Linked DNA regions of Mus musculus: all the other regions are linked to region 2. The links are chromatin contacts, called in public HiCAR-type and promoter capture Hi-C maps. All regions are on one chromosome and are shown on one strand. The core of a region is the stretch at or near the end of the contact, and the rest is flanking DNA. Distances in the headings are between cores, read along the strand shown. Region 1 overlaps Map3k5 (mitogen-activated protein kinase kinase kinase 5). Region 2 holds the start of Tnfaip3 (tumor necrosis factor, alpha-induced protein 3). Region 3 overlaps Map3k5 (mitogen-activated protein kinase kinase kinase 5). Region 4 holds the start of Mtfr2 (mitochondrial fission regulator 2). Region 5 holds the start of 4930405J17Rik (RIKEN cDNA 4930405J17 gene). Region 6 holds the start of Bclaf1 (BCL2-associated transcription factor 1).

What was found. Promoter capture Hi-C pulls out the DNA fragments that hold promoters and counts their contacts. HiCAR-type assays count read pairs that join an accessible place to other places.
Region 1: a contact with region 2 is called in a HiCAR-type map of astrocytes, with 2.0 times the contacts expected there. The contact joins the enhancer-like site here to the promoter of Tnfaip3 in region 2. A contact is called at or near these places in 3 of 39 promoter capture datasets (liver and pre-B cells) and 2 of 115 datasets of contacts at active chromatin or transcription factors (astrocytes and double positive thymocytes).
Region 3: a promoter capture Hi-C map of liver shows a contact between it and region 2, with 2.0 times the contacts expected there. The contact joins the enhancer-like site here to the promoter of Tnfaip3 in region 2. A contact is called at or near these places in 5 of 39 promoter capture datasets (the 3T3-L1 cell line, the C10 cell line, hippocampal neurons and 1 more) and 2 of 115 datasets of contacts at active chromatin or transcription factors (T-cell acute lymphoblastic leukemia and bone marrow-derived macrophages).
Region 4: a promoter capture Hi-C map of pre-B cells shows a contact between it and region 2, with 2.6 times the contacts expected there. The contact joins the promoter of Mtfr2 here to the promoter of Tnfaip3 in region 2. A contact is called at or near these places in 2 of 39 promoter capture datasets (the 3T3-L1 cell line and pre-B cells) and 1 of 484 Hi-C or Micro-C datasets (B cells).
Region 5: a promoter capture Hi-C map of liver shows a contact between it and region 2, with 2.1 times the contacts expected there. The contact joins the promoter of 4930405J17Rik here to the promoter of Tnfaip3 in region 2. A contact is called at or near these places in 4 of 39 promoter capture datasets (the C10 cell line, hippocampal neurons, liver and 1 more).
Region 6: a contact with region 2 is called in a promoter capture Hi-C map of liver, with 2.0 times the contacts expected there. The contact joins the promoter of Bclaf1 here to the promoter of Tnfaip3 in region 2. A contact is called at or near these places in 2 of 39 promoter capture datasets (liver and pre-B cells).

The regions. Positions count from the first base shown.
Region 1 is chr10:20,044,541-20,047,240 of GRCm38.p6, reverse strand. It overlaps Map3k5 (mitogen-activated protein kinase kinase kinase 5), which reads right to left. Exons shown (of 30, transcript NM_008580.4): 8 at 757-869. Among named protein-coding and RNA genes, the nearest start is that of Map3k5, 110 kb to the right of the region's middle. Within about 2 kb of position 1,405, at least 45 of the 459 cell types and tissues checked have an H3K27ac peak or open chromatin away from gene starts, as enhancers often do. A contact at or near this core is called in astrocytes and liver, where this site is marked.
Region 2 is chr10:19,013,964-19,016,882 of GRCm38.p6, reverse strand. Tnfaip3 (tumor necrosis factor, alpha-induced protein 3) reads left to right here and starts at 1,473. Exons shown (of 9, transcript NM_009397.3): 1 at 1,473-1,730.
Region 3 is chr10:20,103,549-20,106,510 of GRCm38.p6, reverse strand. It overlaps Map3k5 (mitogen-activated protein kinase kinase kinase 5), which reads right to left. Exons shown (of 30, transcript NM_008580.4): 18 at 2,246-2,351. Among named protein-coding and RNA genes, the nearest start is that of Map7, 66 kb to the left of the region's middle. Within about 2 kb of position 1,695, at least 194 of the 459 cell types and tissues checked have an H3K27ac peak or open chromatin away from gene starts, as enhancers often do. A contact at or near this core is called in bone marrow-derived macrophages and liver, where this site is marked.
Region 4 is chr10:20,346,401-20,349,186 of GRCm38.p6, reverse strand. It overlaps Mtfr2 (mitochondrial fission regulator 2), which reads right to left and starts at 1,368. Exons shown (of 7, transcript NM_027930.3): 1 at 1,264-1,368; 2 at 752-852. The coding sequence starts at 1,276.
Region 5 is chr10:20,200,292-20,203,137 of GRCm38.p6, reverse strand. 4930405J17Rik (RIKEN cDNA 4930405J17 gene) reads left to right here and starts at 1,284. Exons shown (of 3, transcript NR_045350.1): 1 at 1,284-1,481; 2 at 2,456-2,587. All of the region lies in intron 1 of Map7 (microtubule-associated protein 7), which reads right to left.
Region 6 is chr10:20,311,147-20,313,846 of GRCm38.p6, reverse strand. Bclaf1 (BCL2-associated transcription factor 1) reads right to left here and starts at 1,378. Exons shown (of 13, transcript NM_001025392.1): 1 at 1,243-1,378.

The DNA of each region.
Region 1 (2,700 bases), core at 156-2,655, 1.0 Mb before region 2:
ATCCACCAAGAGTGTCACCTACATTGCTGCTACTCTAGGGGTTTTGCAGGCAGGCTTCATCCACTACCAAGAAATCACAGGGGCACTTGTGATTGAGGCAAAAACAAACAAACAAACAAACAAACAAACAAAAAACAAAAACAAACCAGAAGTCAGTCAATCAGTCAGCCAGCTAGCTTGCCTGCTAGCTACTCCATCCTTCTCTCTCTCCCTCCTTCATTTCCTCTCTCTCTCCCTGCCTCCCTTTCCTTCCCTTCCTTCCATTTTAGTTTTGCTCTTGTCTTGAGACTCAATCTCATGTAGCCCAGGCTATCCTCGGACCCACCACGTAGCTGAGGATGCTCTTAGACTCTTGGTACTCTTAGCGCCACCCCCCAAGTGCTGGGCCTACAGGTTTGCAGCACCCCACTCAGCTGTCTCTTTGATTTTTGTTTTCTTTTGAAAGCACCAGGAACACACAATTTTATACATATCTGATATTCCACAAAGCTAACTGTACCCGGGGACTGGGGACTGAATGAAGAATCAGTGTGAGTTTGAGTTTTAACAATATGAACCAAGAACTTGAGAAAAAGTAAAGGTGTGAATTATACCCCAATGCTAGAATTCTGTACAGCAGCATGAGAGTCTGATCCGAAAGACCCGGATCACACCCTGCCCCACACGAGTTTTGATGAGACAGAATATCAAATGTAAGGTTCATCTCCTGTGCACCAACTTTCTTGATTTTCTTTAAAAATATCAAGCTGCAATTACCAACTTTCCGAAGCTCAAAAGAAGATTCAAACTGGTGCCCAGCCGCCAGCAAGAGAACTGCATAATTAATTCCTGACTGTAGTGTTGGCTCAGACTCAAATGCCTTTTTGAACCTATGAAAAAAAAAAAAAAGAGTACAAGTTTACTTTCTCAATCATGAAACCCTGGGTGTGCAGTAACTTCTGTTTGCATAACTTCAGTGCCCAAGCACAAATTATTCCATTGGCTCCCATCCCAGAATCTAGTGTGCTATTAGGATTTAATGCTTAAGCAATTGCGCACCCATGACTCCCCAGCTCCCCCAAATCTGACACTTAACCCCCCCCAACCTACTGACCCTACCTTTTAAAAACTTTCCTATTTTCAAACAACTATCAGAAACATATGAATGTGTATGACTGATATTTTAAAAATGAAGACACATAGCACTTTTTTTTCTTTTTTCTTTTTCTGTCTTGGGATACACAAAGCTTCCACTGAGCAGTATCATTCTGGCAATGCCCTGAAAGGATGAGGACCCAGTGAGTGGTAGAAACAATGGCAAAAGGCCAATTACAGGAAGAAATTTACAAAGTCCAAGGTTGGGCTGCTGCACACAAGTTTTGGCTGGAAGGGCACAAAGCCGTTTCTGAATGTGGATGGGCCTGAGTTTCAAGCTTGGAGAGCTCACTGGAGAGGGCCAGTGCTTGGCTATCTACTACAGTTTTTAAGGTAGCACATACTAGGGACAAACTGAGGGATTCCACACATGGGCTATTAAGCAGGCAATGATATCCATAATTATTTCATTTGGACACATGAAGAAGAAAAGGGAAAATATAAACATTCTAGTTCCAACAGAGTCTGTTTGAGATGAGCACATGAGAAACGTGAATCTCTATTCAAAAAGAAAATCCCAATGAAGGAAACATAGGCTAAATTCTTATTAAGTGACAATTTGAAGAGACATTAAAAGAAGATTACATAAGGAAAAATTATTATAGAAGTTACTTTATTTAAATCATAGCTAAAACATAAGAAAAGCAAAACTGTGGTAGAGGGCAGACTACTGTATTTATATTCTTGGCTTTCATATATACTTGGTATTTCTCATAATTTAAAATAAGTTAAACATTAAGCAAAAACACATCTCTCTGAAGTTCCCATGTCTTCCCTAAGGGGCTTACTTATAAGGAAAACAAATGTCCAAATCCAATCAAGAAAACCCCAAATAATTATTCATCATTATTTGGCTCTGTATTTATATACTTGCAGATTATTAAAGGAAATCCCACCTATACAAAGTATTTGTACATCTTTTTAGAAATATAGGTATTTCCATTCTAAATGGAGAACCAAGGTCATATCGAGGGACATTGTAGCTTACAAGTCTTAACGGTCTTTGTTTTATGTCTTAGCGGTCTTTGTTCACAGACATTTGAATATTTCCAATAAAAAAAGTATAGGAAATGAAATGAAACTTTAATTCTTAAAGTAATATAAATTATACAATATTATTCAACAAGGAACCAACGAGCGCAGAGTACCCTACCCATGATAGACTATGACCTTCTGAAACTGTGAGCCCAAACAAGCCCTTCCTCTCCCAAGTTGTTTCTGTCAGGTACTTCTTCCTCAGCAACAAGGAAAGCAACCAACTCAAGAGGGAAACAGGTACAAACTGCACTTATATATGTCTGGAGATTGCATCATTGAACTAAAAAACTCTAGAGAAAATACCCCCAAAGACTCTATGTTTTCTCTTCTACGTGGAAGTTAGCATTTAAGCACTTAGTAGGCATGCCTCAATGCATAAAACCACAGAGGATGGGTATAGAGTAAGAGGTTAGAGGGCAAGGGAAATAGACTATACAGTTATGGAGAGACAGTTGGGGGATACTGGAGCAGGCACACTAAACAGGGAGAGGGGAAAGAAGAGAAAGGTAAGCTAAGGGATACAGAGAG
Region 2 (2,919 bases), core at 224-2,723:
CCAGTACTCTTGCTTCAAGCCTCTCATTACAAATAGAAAATGCTGTCCTCTAGCCCAGTCACTACTGGGGAAAGAAGCACATGTCTCTAGTTCAAACGGGCAATATACAGTCTGGCAACTTGGCAAACACACTTGAAGTCCCAGTGGCACTGAGTATTTCTATCTGGTTTGCGCTATTTTCTAGGAATCCTGCCAGGGGACCCTAGAGATACACACTCACACACACACACACACACACACACACACACACACACACACACACAGAGTAAATTAATCACACTAAACACTATTTAAAATAACATCAGGTCACTCCGCAGACCTCCCGTGGTCCCTCAAACAGATCCCGGCTCCTTTCCGGGAAGAGCCTCACACCCTGCACCCTAGCCCCAGCACAACCACCCAGAGAGCTCTGCTCAGCCCCTTGATGTATCAAATGTGGCTGACCCTTGAGGTCTTATCTCTAGACTGCCTGGAGGTTTCTTTGTCACAGAGTTTCAATGTCACCTTCTCAGAGTGGCCCTTCCTGGCCAGTGAATGAAGCCACCTCAGTTTCTAGTGTGTAGCTCTGCAGAGAGTATCCCCACCCCACCCCACCTCACCCCCATACACACTCCACTTTCTCCAGAAAGGTAAAAGCATTTTCGCTTCTTTCTGCAGAGCTCAAGCCCCTGTCTAAGTGAAGCGAAGCTTTCTCCCCTCTCAAGAAAGGCAAGTCGGGGATCAATCAGGGCATTGTGGAAGGCTATCCTCCATTGGCTTCATGGGGCGAACTAATTCTCAGGCCAGCCAAACAATACTTAAGAAAACAACTGTAGAAGGATCGGGGAAAGCCAGCAATAAACTTGAAGAAATTTCTAAACTTTAAAACGCTCCTTGGAACAGGGAAATAAAGGAGAAATGGAGGGTGTGTAGGAGTGGGGGTGGGGGAGGCGAATCTAATTCTCTCTGAAATTGACCTTGCCCCCCCCCACCCCCCGTAACTCAAAAACTGCAGGACCATGGGGTCTGATCTCACTCTGCACTGCATCCAACCTGAAGCTGACACATGGCTTGGAGAACCCTGCCGCTTTTTCTGTCAATTCCCTTCGGGACCCTGCGGAGGGCTCTTTCTGAAGTGCTCATCACGTGCACAGCCCAGACTTCAAAGCCAAGCTTCAAGCCTGAGGTCCTGTGTGTCTGGGTGGTTTTTTGGGTTTTCTCTCTAATTTCCCTTCCTTTTCACAGCTGATTTTCTTCAGAAAAGAAGCTATAAAAAAGAACCTATTGCATTTCCAGTTCCCATCACCGCGATTTCCACATGGATGTGACGTGGAAGGCAGCTTCCGAAATGCCCAGGTGACTCACGCGGGGACACCCCGGGGCGGGACCTAGGAGTTTCTCCGGGCGGGGCGGGCACGGCTTAGAGCGCCCTCTGCCGGTCGGCGGCGCGCCACGCGGGTCACGTGACTGGAATTTCCATCGGAAATCCCCCTGTTGGCAAAGCATACAACTGAAAGGCAAAAAAGGGAACTGCCCAGTCTGTAGTCTTCGGAGCCGGAGGCGGAGCGGTGAGCCAGGCCGCCGAAAGACGTGCACACCCCCTCAGCCAGCGAGCCCGATCGGGTGTCCATGGGGCTCCGCCTCGGCCCGACCCCCACCACGACCCGGACCACGATCCCGGGCTGCGGCGCGCGCCAGTGACGGCCGGCCGGCCACTTGGGCTCTGCGAGGGCTCCGCGCGGCCCCAAGAGGTGAGCGATGCTCCGGCTGCGGGGTGCACGGCTAGCAGAATGCGGGGGTCCTCGGTCAGTGGGGTGCACTGCCAGCCAGATTCGGGGTGCACGGCCAGCTCAGTGTGGAGCTGCCTTGCGCTGGCTTTGCAGGGATCCTGGAGTTGGGGTATTGTTGGCCGGAGTTGAGGTCCCGGTGCCAGGTGTTTAGGTTGACAGCCCGAAGTTTCTTCAGCCGACTAGTTAGCTAGCTATTCCTTTTCGATCCTGCAGGGTGACAGGAGCTGCAGCTGGCTGATGAATAGTCAGTCACCTTTTGGGTTCCTAGGTCGTGTGGTCGTGGGTGACACCCCCCCCCCACTTGGAAATCAAGTGCAGCGTGTTCATAGGCACGTAGACCTTGCAGAACCGCGTTGGGCTTTTTTCCCATATTGTGCACAACTGGCCCAACAGGGGATGGGTTTCTCAGAGGCCACCAAATCCAACTTGGAGACTTCGGTCAGCTAACCTTTCAGTGATCTGTGGGAGGAGGGTTGCGGGGCGGGAGGTGGAGGGGAGGGGCGTGCTTTGAGATTGCCACTAGGTCTCTAGTTGCCACAGTTTAAGAAGAGTATGCATGCAGAAATGATTCTCTGGCCTGCTTGTTGGGGACTCCACTTTAGGTGGCATGTAAGACTCCCTGCTGCAGCCCCGACTCCACACTGAGATAGTGTGTTGTCAGTCCGGGTCCGTTGTCCCACATCCTGCCACCTGGCCTCTCAGGAAAGCTGAGGTATTAAGAGCTCTTTTTGGAGCATGCTTTGTTTTCTCCTGGTCTCTGATCTTTCTTTGGAAAGCTAGTCTGGTCAAGTGGGGGCACCGTTTGGAGAACTGATCACAGTTAGTTAGCCTTCTGATGTCCCAGATTATTGAGCAACTGATCCGGTCTCCATTCTTATTGTCTGAGATGCTACTTGGATCTTTTGCAGTTCTTTGTATGGATTTGTTTTGTTTTGTTTTGCTTTGCTTTGCTTTTTTTGGAGGGGTACTTCCCAACAGTTGCCCGAGGTATCTGTTGATAAATAATACATAAGTTTCCACATCGCAGACAAAAAAAAAAATCTGTTCAGAGTGGAAAAATAAAACTGGGGGAAAGACTTTGATGAGTAAGTTCTATAGAATCTTATTGATCCTGTGACAAAAATTGGGAAATTTATCTGTAAGGCAGTGA
Region 3 (2,962 bases), core at 446-2,945, 1.1 Mb before region 2:
TTGAGGAAACTCTTTGCTCCCAGTGCCTGGTGAGGGAGAAGCAGGGTCTGAAAGGCAATGGGCTCCAAGGCAGGCCACACCTTGTGGGACATACAGGCTCTGGCTTTGTTTACTCTGCTTGGAAGCCACCGAGGGCTCTGGGAGACATTCTGGCTGCAATGTTGAGGATGGACAGGAGGGGCAGGAGTAGAAGCAGAGAGGCCATGTGAGGCGGCTGTGACAGGAGATCTCTGGCACTGGAAGGGTCATAGCCCGTCCCACTTCTGGACCGACATGCTTCCTCGATGGTCAGACTGCAGCGTGAGAAAGGGTGCCAGTGACAGCCAAAGTCTCGAGTGGCCCTCAGTGGCGAGAGACAGAGAAGAACGTGGGTGGGAAAGGTCTGAGGAGAAGGTAATTAACTCCACTTAGCATGTCAAGTCTAGCTCAAACCTCAGATCTATTACTAAACAGTTCTGTGACCTTGGGCAAGTTATTTAAACTCTTTGAACCTTAATGTTCTCACCATAAACCGGGATGATGTTACCTCCTGATTAGGGTTCATGTACAAATTTCAGTGTGTATGATGCACTGTGCACCCAAGCAAGGTATGCAGTCAGAGCAATAAACGATGACTCGCCCTGTCTGCCCCTCACCCAAATCAGCAGGAGCTGAAATCAAGCCAGGTCTTCCCACTACATTCACCAGAGCTGACGAGGTATCTTGACCTCTAGCCAGTCAGGACTACAAAGCCCACAGTGTTGAAAGGACCAAGACCTGCCTGCAAGCCATGGCTCTCAGATCAGCATGAAAGAGAGATCTGAGCTCCTTAGTCATACACTGTACACATCACCTTCATGTGTGGCCAGTGGGAGAGTTATAGGCTCAGGGCCCCGGTGAGGGCTCCTTCCCTACAGTGCCTTGTGGATTAAAGACAAATCTTCAAGATGAAAAGGAGGTATGAGATCAACATCCTGCCCACAAACATTGCAGAAGTAGGAATTATCATCTCCCAAGTCACTGAGTCTGGGCAACATCTAAATGGCTGCTTGCTAAGCTGAGAGAGAATGAGGAAAGAGGCGCAAACATGGAAGTTGCTCGTCGGTTGGAATTTATTTTAAAATACATCGTAAATATGGGTAATCCTGTGTCTGAAATACATTGTGTGGAGTCCAGGAGGTGGCGCAGATAGGAGGATCTGAAAGGCACAAGGGTTTCTCTCTCCTCCTTCCCACCTCCGAGGCCACCAGCACAGACTGCAGAGTAAGGGGGAGAGGAAGATGGACTGAGGTCTGCAGGCCAATGGCAAGAGCAAAGGTAGAGAGGAAACCCTGAGCTCCATCACAGACAAACTGCCCTGACCACCAGAGGTGTCTCCCACCTCTTTCCACTAATGTCCCACTTGCAAAATGGGGGCGCTTCTGTCTACCACAGGGGATTCAGAAATGGGGACATCTGGCCATTTTGCTTTACACTGAATCAAAGATTAGTCACTGACTCCTTAATTTTTTTTTTTAGTCAATCTCTAAATCTCTGGCCCTGCCCTCCTCCTCTAATAATAACAGAGCCCAATGCTCCTGGAGAGTTAGCATCAGAACATGGAACAGAGACATTCTGCAGGCTCGGTATCTAATGGGCAGTCATCCATCTGCTGGGCTCTGTTTTCCTCTTGGCTGTGTTCACCTTTTTGAAAACTGCTGTCTCCACCCTCCCAGGACTTGGCATCAGAGGCAGCTCAGTCACTGCGTTGCCCAATTTCTCATCTCCACCTCTTCCGAGTGGATGAGTCACTTCCTCTTTTCTGAATTGAAATCTTAGGGTTATTTATGTTGTGGGGGAGGGGAATTGATTCCTGGGAGAAAACAGACTAAGAAGGAGGGGAAACTGGAGCCCAGATAGGAAGTTGTTTGGGTATGAGTAAGAATCAGAGAGGCTGGGTGAGGGTATGTTTGTAAACAGCAGTCTCGTGAGGGTCAGAGTGGCTGTAAGCCAGTCAAGGGAAAAAAAAAAAAAAGGTCAGGAAACAAAAAGCAAGCATGCTGAGAGTGGGAAGTCACCTTCAGTGGTTTACACACAGGCTGAGCCACTCAGAACCCAGGAAGACAGGAGGGCAAGTCAGGCCCCGTACAGTTTTCCAGTGAGCATCAGGCAATCCCAGCATCAGTGTTTGTGAGAAACCTGACTTAGTTTATCTCTCACCTGACGCTGAGGCTCAGCAATTACATTCTTAATTATCCAAGATCTGTATCGTTCGGGAAAAGCGTACCTGTAAAGGTTTCGGTACATGGGTTTATGCCAGCAAGCCTCTTGGATGTCCCGAAGTCAGAGATCTTGAGCACACCACTGTAGGTATTAATCAATACATTGTCACCCTAGGGAAAGAATATTCCAATCAAAATGTTATCTTTTCACTGATGCTGTTTGTGGTTGACTTGAGCCTAATAAAAGTGCCCTTAGACCAAACAATGGCATTCATACTGTGTTCTTCAATAACAGTTTATCTCAGGAGAGAATTCCTTTCAATACAGAGTTCTTGATATAATTTTCATTTATGTTATCAGTTGTTTATAATCTTCTCTTCAGGTCACAGGCCAAACATGGCCCCCGAGGGAAAGTTCACCACAGTTTAAGCTAGCCTGGGTCACCTGTGGACAGTATCTATATAAATAACTTCCTTCACTTCCCAGGCACTCTTCTCTGTGGTGTTCCTTACTTTCTGTGGATTACCTAGGACATTTACGTTGGTTATAGGGTAGTGAGCAGGTGCATTAGAAACAAACACCTATAATACACACAGAACACTGCTGCCTGCTTAAAAGACCTTCAAAGTTTGGCATATGTCTCGGCTAACACGCTTGAAAACATATTTAAGAGAAACGAGTCACACAATCACTCCCGTTCTTCTAGGTAGCCCATAGTAATCTCTGCTCATTATCCTTCTAAGTTCTCAGTTCTGGCAGTATTATGTTCACCCTTTATCCCT
Region 4 (2,786 bases), core at 119-2,618, 1.3 Mb before region 2:
CTATAGCCTGACTTTTGGAAGGCAATTTCTCAATCAGGGTTCCCTCTTCTCAGATCATTACAGTTTGTGTCAAGTTGAAATGAAACTAGCCAGTCACGATTCATCATCATTGAGGGAAGTCAGGCAGGAATAGAAGCAGAAACCCTGGCTCAGGCTCAACTAGCTTTCTTATACAGCTCAGAACTCATTATCCCAAGAATGGTATCCTCCACAGGGCTGGGCCCTACCACAACTATGAACAGTAAGGACACTCACTTAGAGACAGGGCCACAAGCCAACGTAATCTAAGCTATTTCTTGAGGTTCCTCTCCCCATAAGACTCTAATACCGAGTTGACAATAAAAACTAATCAGGGCAGAGAACATGTTCAAAATGGCACACTGTCCATCTGTAATCAGCCATTGGTAGGTGGTGGTGGGTGGTAACACCCCTGAGCAGGTGGCCCTAATTTTTATAAGAAAGCTGGTGGAACAAGTCAGTTATCAGCATTCCTCCATCAGCTCCTGCCTCCAGGTTCCTGCTTTGTTTTGAGTTTCTGTCCTAACTTCCTCCCATTGGTAGGGGGGGGGGATCAGGAGCTCAAGGAACGCCTGAACTGCATAGTGCCCTGCCTGGCTCAAAGAACAAAAACGACCCAAGAATAGCAGCAAAATCCAGACTTTTAGCCTAAGCTGCACCATATCCTGTCTCAAAGCAACGACAATAACGAGACCCAAAAATAAAGTTAGCAAAATTAATAAAAGACTTTTACCTGGTCTACGGGAACACCAAAATATTCCAGCACGTTTCTTAATATATTTAGAATGAAAGACATTGGTGAAGGAAGTTCAAGAAAACGCTGTTCGTTGGTACCTTAGAAGAGAAGTTATCAATTATTACTCTTGACAGGTAACTGCTACATAGACCGCACTAAGGAAACCACAGAGACCTTTCATGACACCATCAAGTGATTGCTCCTGGAGAGCTATTATTTTGAAGAGAGACTTAAAAGGAAAGAAAGAGCACTTTACTAAATTCCATTGCTATCTTACCGTGTGTGTGTGTGTGTGTGTGTGTGTGTGTGTGTGTGTGTGTGTAAAGGGATTGACAAGCAAATGTGCGACAGCCAAGATCACCATCCCTGGAGCTCTGCTGCCCCTGGAGAGAACCGCCCAGCCGCTCTCTTCACCCCGCGAGGAACGCCACCCGCCCGCGCTTCCGTCCGTCCGTCCGTCACCGGCCACCGACCGGAAGCCGAGGCCTAACGGAGCCCGTGCCACTCACCATCCCGCGGCATTGCACGGCGCCAGGCGGCCGGGGAAACTCTCCGGACGCGACCTACAGCCGCAGAGTAGCTTCTTCCCGGAATCGCTCGCCGCTTCCGACTCGACCCCAGCCTGGAATATCAAGCTTCGCGGGCCGGAGTTCGGAGTCTATCCCTATTGGACGCCGCCGGAGGACGCCGCCGGTGATTGGAAGGGTAAGAGCCAATAGGCGCATTCGAAAGGCGCATGCGCACCGTGCCCCCAGCATTCGGAATTGTGTCTTCTGCCTTTGCAACTTGTGCTTCACTCAGTCCTTTGCCAGTAAGGTGTCAAGCCTTCCCAACATTCAACAAAGAATCCGCCCACTTGTAATTGTTTAGTCATTCTGCGAAAATATCTAGCCGTTATGCTAAATGCTGGGATTACTCATGTTGAGCCACACTGTCCAGTCTAGTTGTTTACATGTCTTAGTGTGTGCACGCTACACATGCACATGCCAAAGTACCTGTTTCAAAGCCAAAGGACAATTTGTGTAGGATCCACGGATAGAACTTGAGACCTCAGGTTTGGTAGCAGGCTGCTTGAGCCATCTCGCTGACCCTAAGGCTTTTTTACACCTTTACCTTTCAAACTTTTGAAAGCTAATGAAAAGCAAAAAAGCTTTAATTAATCAAAACCAAAACAAAACCAAAAAACCCTTGTTTTGTATTGACAGTAAGAGATTATGGAAAGCAGAGTTATATACACTGGTCATAGCTATACTCACCACAACCCAATTCACAAATTGATATTTAATTGTAGTAATGTATTTAATTACAAAACCTCAGTTAAATAACTAAAGATTTGGCATGTCATGAGGACATGAGCATTAAGTTTTGAAATTCTTACATTTTCTTTTCCTTTCTTAGGAATGTTTTAATAATCTTAACAATTGCTGGGAGTGGTTGGCGCATGCCTTTAATCCCAGCACTCGGAGGCAGAGACAGGCGGATTTCTGAGTTCGAGGCCAGCCTAGTCTACAAAGTGAGTTCCAGGACAGCCAGGGCTATACAGAGAAACCCTGTCTCAAAAAACCAAACAAAACAAAAAACAAAAACAAATTACATATATATAAATATATGTATATATATAACATATATATATGAATATATGTATATTCTTAAAAAATAATAAGGCTGGGCATGGTGGTGCACGCCTTTAATCCCAGTACTTGGGAGGCAGAGGCAGGTGGATTTCTGGGTTCGAGGCCAGCCTGGTTAACAGAGTGAGTTCCAGGACAGCCAGGGCCACACAGAGAAACCCTGTCTCAAAAAAACCAAAAATAAAAAATAAAAAATAATACAGCATTTCTGAAAAGAAACAACCAAGACTGTATAAACTCTCTGGAGAAATGTGTTTTTTGGTTTTTGGTTGTTTTGGTTTGTTATTAATGTTTTGGGACATGATCGGAAATTAAAGAAAGTTGGCTTTGAAATGCTGCCTTTCCCTCATTTAAGGATCAGATCAACACAGTTCCTCCAAGTCTGTCCTAAGTGTGTGTGT
Region 5 (2,846 bases), core at 35-2,534, 1.2 Mb before region 2:
CCATGCTCTGGGACAGCATGTACTCTTGACGTGAAGAGAGGCAGAGCACCCAGGAAGCACTTAGGCCAGAATGGCCTGCTGAGACATGACTGGTACCACAAGGAGAGACCAAAGGGAAGGACAGGGAGGACATTGTGTGGGCACAGCGCTCCACTCTTTCCCGAGAACAACAGTGTTTTAACTGAACGGTGATGCATTCATGCAGCAGGACAGCTGGCAGCCAACAAGAAGGACAACAAAGGGTTTTCTATACACCGCGTGGCTCAGAAGATGTCTATGCCTAGCACACAGGGGATGGATGGGTGCTGCCTCTTCCTAAGCTGCGGGGCACAGAATCTGTCTCAGAAAGAGGAGCAGTCCTGGCTGCCGCTATCTTCCTTGTTATCTTCTCAAGCCCAAAGCCCTGGCTTATCACTCCATTTTTGGATCCATTTTGAATTTATTGCAGAACTATACTGATGAATGATATTGGCAGCTCACTATTTAAAAGAATGTAAATCACTTAAGTAGAGATTAAATGCACACAAATCCCAATAAGCTATGAGGAAATAAAGGTAGGTTTGTCAGTAAACACCACCCGATAATCCCTAGCAAATATAAAACATGGAAACATTTCAGCAGCAGCAGTTAGACGAGGAAGTCGATTACAGAGCAGACCCTGGGAAGAAAATCCAAAGAGCTTATGTGCTTCCCTTCTATGGCCTTCCTTTCCACGTGCTCACCATGTCCTGCCCACTGCCTCCCTGCTCTCCCGGGTCAGCCTCAGCTGTAACCTGGTCAAGGTCATGACCAGTGAGAGCTCTTCTCCACGCCTAGCCTGCATTCTATCCTATCCGAGAGAGCTGAGAGGAGCCACGGTGACCTGTGGGCACAGCACTCACTCGGCCTTCCCCTGCAGATGAAGCAAGCATCTTGCCCCCTTGTCCTTGCTTTGCCATCTTAACCTTTGACTCTGATAGACTGGATTTTATGCGGTAGGCATTCTATGTGCTCAGGAGACATCAGCCAGCATTCGTTTGTTCTCCCCACTCCTGGCTTTCCTGACAGGTAATTGAGGGGTAAATTTGTACGTTTCAGGTGTATAACATAATAGCATGCTTATGCACACACTGGAAGACGATTACCACAATTAAGTTAATTATCATCTCCATCGAGGGCCCAGCACTTTTATGTGTGGTGAGAAAGAGGCTATCTCCTAGTGAGTTTCCAGGACAATGTCCTTTCTCTATTGTGAGCTCACTGGACGCCAGGTCCCAGAACTTAGAACTGAGTCTGCTCCTTCTGACAAACATCTCCCCATTTCCCTGTCCCTTGCTTGTTTGTAACAGAGTCTCACACCAGAGCCTTGTGGGACCCTGCATCTGCTCCTATTCTAGAGAACAGAAATGGGCAGGGCTCAGGGACAGGAACACTTAAGGGACACGTAAAGGAAAAGACAAAGATCTGCTTGTCTTCCTCAGTGACTGAGATCACGGGAACTGGTCAGTCCCTTAAATTTTGTCCTACTTTGCTTTCCATTGCTGTGATAAAGGCCATGACCAAAAGCAACTTGGGAAAGAGAGGTTTTACTTAGCTTGCACATCCCAGTCACAGTCACCACCACCCCCCACCCCACCCCCCGCCCCCCCCCCCCAAGGAAGCTAAGACAGAAACCAAGCAGGGCAGCAATCACCCTAGAGGCAGGCGCTGAAGCGGAAGCTTAGACAACACTGCTTCTCAGCTTGCTTTTCTATACAAACTAGGCAAGAATCACCCACTGTGGGCTGGGCCCTCCCACATCAGACTTGCATACAGGCCATGATGGAGGCACTTTCTCAATTAAGGTTTCTCTTCCCAAATGACTTTAGCTTGTGTTGAATTGACAACTAACCAGCAATCTGAAAAAACTAACCAGCAATCTGAAAATGGTGCTGCACTTCGCATTTTTTATAAGAATTTAAAATATTTCACAGAAGAAAAATTAACTAAGTTTGTTACAATTATCACAATGATGCAGATTAGACTTTGGTGTTTAGTAGAATGTGAATGTTTAACCAACCTTAGGAGTTTGGTTATTACTATTTGAAGGCAAATATTAAGAGATTCCATGTATATTTTACTTGTAGTTATAGAAAAGGAAAAGAACAGAGGTTCATTTCATAAAGGAATGTAGAAAACCTATACACCTGTACCACTGACAACTAAGGGAGCCCAGCCAGCCAGGCAGCGGACAGTTCCTGCAAGATGGTTTGTTCTTTCTTGACCCCACCCAGATTGCTTCTAATCTCAAGGATTAGACCTTATCTTAAGCACCCCTGAGCACACACAGCACTTTCTTTGGACCCCTTTGATTCCTAGTTCTCTGTCCTTTGTGTTCAAGAAGTCAGGGTGGCTCTGGAAGGCCTCCTGCTGCGCTCACAGCGGCCATGGCTGTGCAGGGACTCTGTCTCAGTAGTTGTCTTCTCTTTTCCTTTAGGAGGTTCCCAGAGGACACAATTTACAAACTGGGAAAGGATGCTGCTGCCTGGCTAGTCCCAAATTTATAGTGCTTCGGACAATGATGCCATGTGCTATGTTCTATAGAAGAAATCTGTGGATTCATTTAAAGGTTTGCTGTGCTCTATGCAAACTCTTCTTCCCTGCGCCTCCTCCTCTTCTTGTAGAGCAGCCTAGCGTCCAGCTTGCTACATAGCCGAGGCTGGCCTTGAACTCCTGAGAGCTGTGTTTGTAGGTGTGAGCCACCAGGGCTAACTCCATGATTGCTTTCTTTAGAAAAGGAGCTGTGACCTGCTTGGGGTTTTCTGGCTTTGTTTTGTTGTTTTGAACTCTACACACTCATTATTCTGGACTCCTATATGTAGACTTCA
Region 6 (2,700 bases), core at 129-2,628, 1.3 Mb before region 2:
ATACATGGAGAACCCGTAGTTCGAAGCCACTTGGACCCAAGAAGATCGTCTAGGGTACAGAAATCCAATATTCTGGTCACTCCCCAGACCAAGAAAACAAATCTTAAAACTCAGCTGGGGTGACGAAGAAGTGACGAAAAAAAAATACTATTATCCCACCACTCCCGAAGCTAAGGCAGGAGATTAACTGGGAGTTCAAGGCCAGCACTGAGTGACAGAACTATAACCTTCTTCCTTCACCCATTTATCCCCCCAATCACCGCTGCCAATATCCTCAATTTCTAAAGTGTGCTAACTCTTACCAAAAAAGGTAGCCGGGGCGGTGGTGGCGCACGCCTTTAATCCCAACACTTGGGAGGCAGAGGCAGGCGGATTTCTGTTCGAGGCCAGCCTGGTCTACAGAGTGAGTTCCAGGACAGCCAGGGCTACACAGAGAAACCCTGTCTGGAAAAACAAGAAAAAAAAAAAAAAAAAAAGGTATGTCAGCGCTTGGATTACTGAGAAAGGGCCCCTCTCTTAGTCGCATCCCGCTAGAAACTGGAACTACGCACCTACTGATCGGCTACAACAGTGAGTTGGTAGGGAGCCAAAACGAAAAACTTTGGCGCCAACACCCAGGTGTCTGCTACAAACAGATCGAAAGCCTTCATCTGATTAAGCCTGGCCTAAACCGACATATGTACCCCATAGAGGCGAGGGAGGCGGCTTAACCGCCACGCACGACGTGGCTGATTCCGTTGCTTAACTTTGTCGCAGCTCGCCGTTATCTCCTCCGAGTCCCAAAGGCTAGGACCAGGAAGGAAGACGCCTCCCCCAAGGCCAACAACAAGCAAGGCTCGGAAACTAACACACGCGGCGGCGTTGCCATGGGCAGGGAAGAAAGGGGAAAAAAGCACGCGTGCGCAGAGCCCTGGGCCGGGCGCGCGCAGGAGTCCCAGCCGAGGCCGTGGGGGAAGGGTCGGCGAGCGGTTTGCGCACGCGCACGCCGAGGCCTCCCGGGCTCCGGCCCCGAGCCAGGTTCGCAGCCCGGCCCGCTGGTGGCGCAGCTCCCCCATCCCCCCACCCCGGCGGCCCGCGGCGCCTTCCAGACCCGAGGGAGCGAGGAGGAAAACGCACGAGTAACGGCTCGGGGTCCCCGTTCCCGCCGCCGACCCGTCACCACGCGTCAGAGTTGTCGATACCCAACCGCCCTGTCGCCTCGGCTTTCTCCTTTGAGTGACTCGAATGCGGCGCGAGGCCTACCTGACACGCCGAAGCACGATGTGCGTGCAGGGTTTACCTCCGTGCTAACTACACAGCGGCCATTTCCCGACTCCAGAAGGAGAGGAAGACCATAGAGGCGGCCTCGTCGCGCTAGCTCGGCTCCGTCACTTCCGACTTGGGGCGTGGCCTTCCAGGCCGCTAAATCGCTAGGCAGGCCCCTCCCACCGTCCCGCCCAGGCGCGACTGGCGAACCGCGGTTGAGTGTAGCCCAAGGCTTTCTGGGAAGTCTCGTTGCCCGGTCTCGCGAGGTGTAGCCGACAGGGGGTGGGACAAGGGTGGGGCGGGCCCTGAAGGGCTGGCTGGCTTCTCCGCAGGCGGCTCGGCTTTGTTCGAAGAACAGTCGAGACTGATGTCCCCTGACTTCCGAGCCGCTGTTAGCGAGCCTGGCTCCTTCTGAGGCGGCGACCCAGAGCACGCCAGAAGCTCTCTCACTGAGGAAAAGGCCGGAAAACCGACGACGCAGGGCTGCGTCTGCCCGGAAGCGCCGTCCCTCGGACGCCTAACATGACAGTTACAAGGCAGTCTCTGCCGAGTGGCTTCGGGTGAACTCGCCCCCCGCCCCCTCCCGGGCCGATCGTGAGACTTGGATCGGCTGGGCGACTGCGTCACGGAATGGCTCTTAACTTCCCGGGCGCCGGAGCCTGGCCCCTGAGGCTTTCTCAGAGTTTTGTACGGATCCGGAAACCTCACGCCCTAACTGGATCTGCCAGAATCAGATTATAAACGAAGAAGCCAGGATTGAATTGAAGCAAGTTGCAGACATATTTACCTGCTGTTCTTACCAAAGCAGGACCACTCAAGGGACTAAAGCCGTTATTACGGTGTGATATTTTAGGACAACGTTAAATTCCTTGAAGGATTTCAAAGCTGTAATTGGCAGCCTGTCAGTTAAGTTCAGCATTAGAGTTTGATTCTGATCTTTAACCTTGTTCAGGGCAGCCTGTCCTCACAATCCACTCCACAGTGGAGGAAGTACCTGACTGACCAATGAATCCTGATTTTGATTGTATTTTAATTGGGCAATTGCTCCGCACCCAGCTCCCACTACCATGGTGGAAGCTATGATCTGCGCTATATGCGGGACCCTGATAGGTCTAAAGCATAAAGTAGGAGCTCAGAAAATACTTGTCAAGTAGGTGAGCTGTATTTACATGAAGCACAAAGACAGCACAACTGTGCTATTTTATATTAATGAGACAGCAGGGGCCAATAGCTCTTAATCTATTCAAAATACCAAAATCTAATCACTTTGAAGCTATTAAGTCCTGTGCAATTCTAGTATATGTTGGAAAGTTATCTTTTCATCTAAGGCAATATAATTTTTCGCTCATTAGATCCCCTGTGCTGGGCACTGAACCCGCAGAACCTGCCTGGTACGCGCTACACAATTGTTCAGCCACAGAAGTACACCTTCCTAACCTAACTTTGACCTCAAAT